Regions from separate parts of the Gossypium hirsutum genome. Here regions 1 and 3 are each linked to region 2. Evidence: chromatin contacts called from public Hi-C data. All regions are on one chromosome and are shown on one strand. Each heading gives the region's core, a stretch centred on a gene start, on an enhancer-like site or on the middle of the called end of the contact. The rest is flanking DNA. Distances are from core to core; before and after follow the strand shown.

Region 1 (3,058 bases), core at 539-3,038, 310 kb before region 2:
TGAAGAAGTTACAATCCTATGAGTTGATGTTGAATGGCGGTCAATTGGTCTGAAAATTAGAAGCAAATATAGTTGCCGCTTTATGGTAAAAGCCTGTTTAGTGGAGGATTCAATAAACCACTAGGTCATTTATTCGAGAGCTACCAATTTTGTTTGTGTTTCTCTAAAGGAACCTAGTTGTGAGGTTTTTCAAGTTTGTCTTTTCTCTTTGCCGAGTTGTTTTAAAACTTTAGTCATTTGGTTTTCTTTATTTTTGTCAAACAAAGATGTCTATATCTTTGCATATTCCTTGTTACACAAGCAACACTGAAAGAAGGGCAGTTGTAGACACCTAATTTGCCTAGGATCTACGATCTTGATTTGAGATTCGAAATAATTAGAGGGCTGCAAGTTTCTTTTTCCTAAGCATAGTTATTTTTCTTTTAAATTTATGTTAATATTAATTTAATTTTGAAATTGGAATTGAATTTTTTAAAATTTACTAAGGACCGTATTGAATTCCTCTCACAAATTCTAAAGGTTTTTAATTAAAATAAGTTATTTTTTTATTTAATTTTAAAATTTTAAATCATTTTTAACTTAATTTAATTTTTGAATTTTTGGCATAAAAGGGTAGATATTTGGATATCCACATTTCGATTCTTGTTTTTGGAAAAGGGAAAATTAGACAAAAAAAAGTTAAATAAAAAATTTCTATTTCAGGTAATTATTTTTATAAAATAAAATAATATTGAAATTTGGTTTTTCTTTGAAAGTCCAATACTAAGGCCCACCTTTTGGTATTTACTAAAACTTAAGTTAGGTCCAATTCAAGTTAAGTTTAAAGTCCAAGTCTAGTCTGAAGCCCAAATTCATTTTAAAGTCCAAGTCCAACTCAAGCCCAATTTAAATATTTTCAAGCACAAGTTGTTTAGGTCCTTTTTGAAGTCCGGAATTGAGTCTTGACCCAAGTTAAGTCCAAGCCCGAAAGCCCATTTCTGTATCCAATTTTCGGGTTAGGGTTTTTAAAACCCTTTTTCTTTTTTTTTTTCTAACACGAGTCTGAATACAAAGAAAAAGTTGGTAACCAATTACAGTTGACAATAAACAGCATATGAAACGATTTTGTGATTAATGATAATTTGGAAAAAAGTATAACGATGAATCTGCAAACAATAAAAAACAGAATCCTAAATAAATAAGAAAATCAAGATACAAGAAAAAAGGGAAAGGGTTTTCCAAAGACAGTCTTCACGTTTTTTTTTTTGCTCTTTTGATACATGAATAAAAGATTTTTCTTTCCTTCTCAATTTTTGAAGAAGAAAAAAGGTGAAGGGTGGTTCCAAGGAGGCGACATCCTGAGTTTCAAAACTCTAGCCATGAGGAACAACCACCCTTACCAGATCCACAAAATAAAAGGTGTGAATTTTCAGACCTAAAATAACGAAAAGTGAAGAAAAAATTTATTTTTGAAACAGTTTTGAAAAAAGAAGAAATTTTTGGTTATTTGTTCCTTTTGATTTTTTTTTCTTTAAAGTTTGTTAGAAAGAAAAAGAAATCTTTTTCTCTGCAGTTTTCAGCCACCGCGTGTGGTGCTCTGACGTTGGAAATCAAAGATCCTTGGGTTCTTCAATAGTAGAGCCATAAAACAAATTTAAACAAAGCTGAGAGAAAAAACAAAGAGTGTTATTTGAAAATTGAAAGAAAAAAATAACAAAGTACATTTGAGTTTCAGGAATAAATAGTAGTGGGAAAGAGAAATTTGCAACCCAGTCCTCCGTGTTTTTAAATTATATTTTAGGCCTTTCGCCTTTATAAATTGCACAGGAGGTCCCCCGTGCTTATGTTTTTATTTCTTGGGACCTGCGCCTTGCACAATTGTAGGATTAGTCTTTGGATTTTTAATTTTATTCAAACCAAGAAAATTTCCAGTCAAGTCCCTCTTTTACATTTTTTAATTTTTAAAATTAAACCTTTTTATTTCTAATATTTTTTGAATTTATTTTTGCTTTTTATTTAATCTGATTTTTAAATTTCTAGAATTTTCTTTTTAAAAGGAATGATTGTTTGGTAAATAATAAAATTTGATTCTCTTTATTTGGAATATTTAAATTTATTTTAATTGAATATTTTTATTATGTATTTTAGTTGAATAATTGTGATCATTAGTGCATTAATTTTATTTTGGCATAATCTTTTCTTTTCTTTTTTTTTGCTATTTTCTTGTTATCATTTTGTGCTTCTGTTTACTGTTCTTATTACTTTTTGAAAATATTCTAAGAATTTTAGTAATTTTTTTAATGAAATTCTTATTTTAAAATTTAGATTTATTTATTTTAGATTTAATTCATTTAGAATTTTAGATTAATATTTATAAGTTGTTGTTCATTCGTTCCATGTATTGTTATAACAATTTTGTTTCTATGCTTGGGCCATTGTTTTGGGCCCCATACATGTTTTGATTAGACTGAGTGTGATCCATTTGATTATGGTATGTTTGACAAAATAGTAGCATGGGTCGACTAAGAGGCTTTAGTCTCTCAATTAATTTTCTTGAAGTGATTTGATCAGCATGGTAGTCTTTTTTTTTTATGCTTAAGGTGCTAATTTTTAGGGATAACTATTAGCTTTACTCAAGGAGCTTCCCAATCACTTATCAATTGTTTTAAAGGAAAATATTTTTCTATTTCCCAAGCTTATAAAACGACGTAGTCTTTTGAGAATGATCAAGTTTTAAGAGTTTATTTCTATTGAAGCTGTGTTGAACTTGTGTTTCATTCAACTTGTTTGTTTATTTTCTTGTTCGATTGTTTGCTTAGCTGACTAAGGTGGATGTAACACTTAGCTCAAGCACTGCTGAGTGACCATTTTGGGTTGTAGGATTGTTAATTCTTTATCGGGGTTGCATAGACATTCTTGGTGAAGAAGTTGTGAGCTTTAACTGATAGGGAAGAAGTGTATTCTTGTTTCATTTGGTAATTGAACAAAAGATCTAAGGGAGGCTTCACAAACATAAGGTTAATTGTGTTCTTTTACACTCTTATTTTTCTTTAGCTCTATTATTTTCATTCTAACTATC
Region 2 (2,888 bases), core at 378-2,877:
ACTAATGATATTTTAGCACATTAAATATGTATTGCAATTTAAAAATAATAAAGTAGATTATATATTTTTTATAGTAGTATATATTTTGATTTTTTAAATTCATATAATAATAATTATATTAAGAATGTTATTAAATTATATTTAATAATAATTATGTTAAAATATAGTTAAATTATTTATTATTTTTATTAAATTATTTTCAATAATAATCATATTAAAATTTAATAACAATAATAATAATCATCTACCTAACAAAAATTCTGCTAAGGGTATTCTGATCATTTTAGTTTTTTTCCTTATGCTATTACAACATCATTCCATTGAATCAAACACAATAATACTAGTACAGTTTTATTCCATTTCATTCAACCAAACAGTTGAACTACTGATTACAGCTCTATTTCATTACAACTCTATTCAATTACAGCCTTATTCCATTATAGTGAACCAAACGTATCCTAAAGTTTTATCAGGCGGGTTGTTACATAATCATCCAAATTTGAGCTTAATGTCTAGGCTGAGTTGGAGAGGTTGCAAACTGCAAGTAGTCTACAAAAGTTGACACAAAATTGCATTTGATCAAGATCTAAATAGAGATCAAAACTTTCACATGCTTAAAATATAAAAATTAAACAAATTAATCATAATTAATTAAGAATTAAAATAATAATAATCTAAATATGAAACATAAAATAAAAACTCCATTCAAAATTTTGCATCTTGCGTCTAAAGCTTCAAATGAAAAATCATAGAGGATAAGTGTAATCTTCAACACATAAGATTTTTTATTTATGAGCAAGATCATGCTGACAACGTATTATAAAACTAAAAAGAAGAATGTAAAGATTAAGAGAGAAAGAAAAAATAAAGAAATGAAAGAATGATTCAATTTTCACTTAAGATACAATAAGCTTGTATATGCCCTATATTTATAGGGCTTCAAGTACCATAAATTAAAAAGCAGTAAGGACCAACATTAAGAGCTAACATTAAAATACCCTATAAATGATTTAAGGGTTATAAGATAATGAATTTAGGGGTCATAGACATTTATTCTTTAAGGGTTACGATAGAATATATTTAAGGGAATTATGGATATCTATTTATCAATAGATTTACAACAAAAGCGTATTTTAATAAAAAAAGTAAAAATATATTCCTTAAAAAAGAGTAAAAACATATAATATATTAAAAATTAATATTTGATATAATAAAAGTATATACTTTTATGTATTAAATTTTCTTTATTTTTTTGAATTAATGTATTTTTCATTTTCATCTTACCATTTACAATGATTAATCCTTTTGAGATTAATATCTTTTTAAAAGTTGAAAGTTTTCTCATTAGGTTAAAGTACATTATTAATAAATTTATTTCCTTTAAATGATAAATCATGATATAATATAAAATTATATACTATCAAATATTTTTTTAAAGGTATATACTATCAAATATTAACATATATATTAAATATAATTATAAATCATGAAAATACATTAATCCCGTACTAATACACGAAGATCCAGGTATAACCACATCACGTTGATTTTCTCTCTCTTTCATTGTCACAGCGAGTTCCCTTTACCTCTTTTGCTTTATTATTATTATTATTATTTTCTTGTTGCTTTTCCTCCCTTTTTCTTGTCTCTTTCCCTTTCCTCTTCTTCTACTCACCACTCTACTCTTCACGGTGTCTCAAAAGAAACCAAGAAAAAGAACCATCTTTTCCTATTGTTATTAAAAAAACTAGGAAAAAAATTTGAAAAGCACACTGTTTTACTCTAGCTCAAAGTGTTCATTCACTTTCCTGCAAAAGACCCAGATTCTGAATAGGGTTTTGCATTTCTTCTCAATGTGTAAAGCTTGAATATCCTTACATATCTAAGAGCTCTTTGTTGGGTTTTCTTTTTTTTTTTTTTTTGCTTGAGTGAAAGTGGCAATGGGTAAAAATGTGTTGGTCTTGGGTATTGCTCTTTTGCTTCTTCTTGGAGGTGTCACTTCAGCTCCTACTACTTCTTCACCTGCAAGTAAGTTTCCTAACAAATGAAAAAGCTCGCATTGATTTTGATCTGCTTCTAGATTTAAGATAAATCCTTGCTTTAATGGAAAATGAATTTGATTCTTTGTTCCCGCAGAGATCGTAAGTGGGGTTTTCTCTAATGCCGTGTCTGCTTCTATGAAATGGTTATGGTCACTCAAAGCTACCACTAAAACAGGTTAAGATCTCCGACTATTAGAATTTAGAATTAAAACCCACATTTCCTCTTTTTTTTTTTGGCTTTGAGATTAGCGTCTGATGTGGTAATCTCCATGGTATTTTATGTATGTATAGCAATTACTGGCCGTCCAATGATGAAGTTTGAGGGTGGATACACTGTGGAGACTGTGTTTGATGGAAGTAAGCTTGGGGTTGAACCTCACACTGTTGAGATTTTGCCCAGTGGAGAGCTGCTAATTTTGGACTCTGCTAATAGCAACCTTTATCGGATGTCTAGTTCTTTATCTCTGTGTAAGTGGGGGTTTCTTCTTTCTCGTAGTATTATTCAAATGGTTGGCTTTGTTAATTTTTGTTGCATTTGCATTAGTAATTCAAATTGTTTGCCTTGTTTGGGTAATGCTTTGTTCTTTTAGTGTGATCTTTTCTTACTGAATGTTTCAAGGCTTGTTACTAATAGAAAAAGTTGAGGTATTTGCATCTGTTGGCAGTGAGTCCTGTTGCTGAACCTGCCTCATAAAGGACAGTGCACGTTTAGCTGAGTTGGCATACATTCTCCATTGTCCAAGTGCTGAGTGCAATTTTTTATTTTGATGGTCTTGTTAGAGTTAGAGCAAGTTGTTTCATCTGTCAAGCATTTTAATGTATTTCAAATGCATTTCCATTTCATAT
Region 3 (2,981 bases), core at 300-2,799, 500 kb after region 2:
ATTTGCATAGCCATAATCTGATAAGAACAATAAAGCTCAAAGATTTAGCAGATATGGGATAATTAATTCATTTTAATAAGTTGTCATCATTTACAATAGAGGTGAAAAGTAGGTCAATGTTATACGTATTTGCTTCAGCTTATCAACTTAAAATATTTACTTTAAATTTTGCTCAAATCAATGTAAATTATTAACCAAAACACATTCAATTTTTTATAATATTTTTCTGTTTTTTATTTATTTTTAGTGAACTTAATATATTTTTTTAATGATTAGATTATAATGTTTCATGTTAAACTTTAATGTGATATTAATTACATAATACATTATCAATTTGAAAAATAACTAAAAGCTCCACTTATATTTTAAATAAACTTTGAAATTATAAATGAAGTGGAGCTCATTTAGATCTATAAGTAGCTCATTTATGTCTATAAGTACTTTATTTTTTCTATTTTAAAAAATATTTATTATTTAATGTTTAGTAACATATTTTTAATATTTAGATTATAAATATTTAATATCTAATATTAATGTCATACTAGTTACACAATAGATATCATTTTTTTTTGTTATTAACACTTCTGTTAATAGTAGTGTCAGAAAATATTGTTCCCTACAAAATCACTCTTTGGTAAGATTGTACGATTTGCTCCACTATTGGGATGCCTTGAAAAGCATGACTTGGAAGCTCAAACACAGAGACTATCAAGAAGTTTACTTCTTAACTTTTCTCGGGTATATAACTACTTTTTTCCCTCCACATTGAGTAAATTGTTAAAGCACTTGTACTTAAGTTTGCAAGTAGCACTCCCTTTATCAAAATGAATTATAAAAGTGTAACTTTCACGAAACGATTATTATATCCACTATCTTCGTAATTGTTCTCTCAGTACTCACTATTAGTAACATGAACATGATTTTCTTCACCTTGATTACCCATCATTCATAGCATACTCTTGTGAGTTAACTGCATCTTTTTCATATCTATAAAATATGCAACTTGTTTTGTTGATAACTATTTTAAAAAATTAAATGATGAATCTAATGTTTCATTTAGGGATTTTTTTTATCTTTTAGTAAATCTAAATACTTAAAATTTACTTTGAAATTTCATTCAAAGATCACAACAACTATAGGTCTCATCATTCCATAACCACCACTTGCCATCACACTTGTTTTCCATGATATGTTTCGATCTTGCTTTTCATAATACTTCATTTTACTGGATTGTAACGCTTGCTCACTTAAATAAAGAAATACATAATATTAAAAAAATATATTATAAAATTAAAAACATATGGAGATAAGAGAGTATCTCATATTTGAAGTCAACTATATATATTTGCGCTCAATCTCAATTCTTTTAATTTAATAGTTTTTATCCAAAACATATTAAACATCAAATTTCCCAAAACATAGCAATTGCAATCAAAACTTGAAAAAGAGATGAAATTGTAAGAGGGAGAGGAGAATGTGGTCCCGCGGAGGATTAGGCCATCACGAACGAGCAGTCTTTATCGGACAGGCAATTTGAACAGGATGGATTAATATGTTACTTAATCATACAAGTGGGCGAGAGGACCATTGGTGCCCCCACAATTCCCGGAACTGCCCATGCCCCTACCTGCTCAGCTTTCCATGTCTAAATTCCATGCTACTATTTGTAATAATTAATAAGAATATTCATATTTTTCGGGTCACTTTCTACTATTAATATTATATTATTCGTAAGTTTTAAATTTAATTTTGAAATTAAAATTCTATTATTTTCAAATCTTATATTATTACATGTGTTATCTTATACTATTATGATTTTATTTATATAATACTAAAAAATTACTCATTTTTTTAGTTAATAGATTCAATTAATACTGAACTAAAATTTTGAAAGTCAAAAGAAATAGATATTAAAAATAATCAAAAATAAAATAAAATAATTCCTTTTCTACATAAAATGTTTGGACTTTTTGTTGAAATCAATTTGTAATAATTTCAAAAACTTTCCATTCATTTGGTCAAATTATCAATTTGTCTCCTATGATGACATAACTTCAATTTGACAAATTAATAGTGTTATATCAAAATGTTGGTAAAATCCAACTTATTAAAGATACAAAAAAATTTTAAATGTTTTGCTAATTATTAGGGCTAGACTTTTCTAGATTTTCCGACAAACCATTTTCTAAATTATTTGTAATTTTGTTCTGTTAAAGCATTAAACTTGCTCCAACACTCTTTAGAACTTGTTGTACCAACTTTAAAAGACCTAAATTTAGACTTAAAACTTTTGTATTAACAAAATACAAACTTTTCACGACAAGATAATTTCATGTTATAACAAATCTCACTTTTATTTATCGATAGATGGATGGGAAGTTGGTTTCTCCAATTTAATTAATTTTTTAAAAAGAAATTTAGATTAATTTAATTTCAGAAGTGAACAATTTAGGATAACTAATTACATTGTTAATGTCTTCTATCAATTGTATATAATTTTAATTGGTATTGGTATAATAATAAATTTATCTTTCAATGTTTATATATTTTGGCATTTTGGCATTAATTCTAAATGTAACACCCCAAATCCGGTCTAGAAGTTATGGCCAAATCTGGAAAGGTTAGTATAACAGCCGAAAATCTAGTTCTTGTAAATTTCAAAAAGAGTCGTAAAGTTTTATCATTTAAAAACCTCGATTTAAAAGAAAAACATATCTAACTTTACTTTTTAGTTGAAAACAACGTTTGCTTACATTTTCTAGATCGTATACTTTGCGTCAAAAATTCTTAGATCAATATGTATAAGAAAACCGAGTTTATTTCCTGGAAATCAATTGTTTTGAAGGAAAAACGAATTTTGTCAATAAAACGTTTAAGTAGTATTTTATGAAAAATGAAAATAAAGAACCCTAAACAACCAAAACGTCCAAATAGTCCAAAACTCTTTAACCAAAATTAAAATAATAATAAACAAATTAAAC

What was found. A called contact is a pair of places that touch in the nucleus more often than the background predicts.
Region 1: a contact with region 2 is called in a Hi-C map of leaf, with 9 times the contacts expected there. The contact joins the enhancer-like site here to the promoter of LOC107960332 in region 2. A contact is called at or near these places in 14 of 34 Hi-C or Micro-C datasets (anther, callus, hypocotyl and 3 more).
Region 3: a contact with region 2 is called in a Hi-C map of leaf, with 2.7 times the contacts expected there. The contact joins the enhancer-like site here to the promoter of LOC107960332 in region 2. A contact is called at or near these places in 3 of 34 Hi-C or Micro-C datasets (callus, leaf and petal).

What each region holds. Positions count from the first base shown.
Region 1 is chrA05:75,663,216-75,666,273 of Gossypium_hirsutum_v2.1, reverse strand. No RefSeq gene overlaps it. Among protein-coding and RNA genes, the nearest start is that of LOC121229884, 94 kb to the right of the region's middle. Within about 2 kb of position 1,788, at least 8 of the 9 cell types and tissues checked have an H3K27ac peak or open chromatin away from gene starts, as enhancers often do. A contact at or near this core is called in leaf, where this site is marked.
Region 2 is chrA05:75,353,733-75,356,620 of Gossypium_hirsutum_v2.1, reverse strand. LOC107960332 reads left to right here and starts at 1,627. Exons shown (of 7, transcript XM_016896662.2): 1 at 1,627-2,028; 2 at 2,137-2,217; 3 at 2,334-2,510. The coding sequence starts at 1,941.
Region 3 is chrA05:74,856,624-74,859,604 of Gossypium_hirsutum_v2.1, reverse strand. No RefSeq gene overlaps it. Among protein-coding and RNA genes, the nearest start is that of LOC107959974, 39 kb to the right of the region's middle. Within about 2 kb of position 1,549, at least 3 of the 9 cell types and tissues checked have an H3K27ac peak or open chromatin away from gene starts, as enhancers often do. A contact at or near this core is called in leaf, where this site is marked.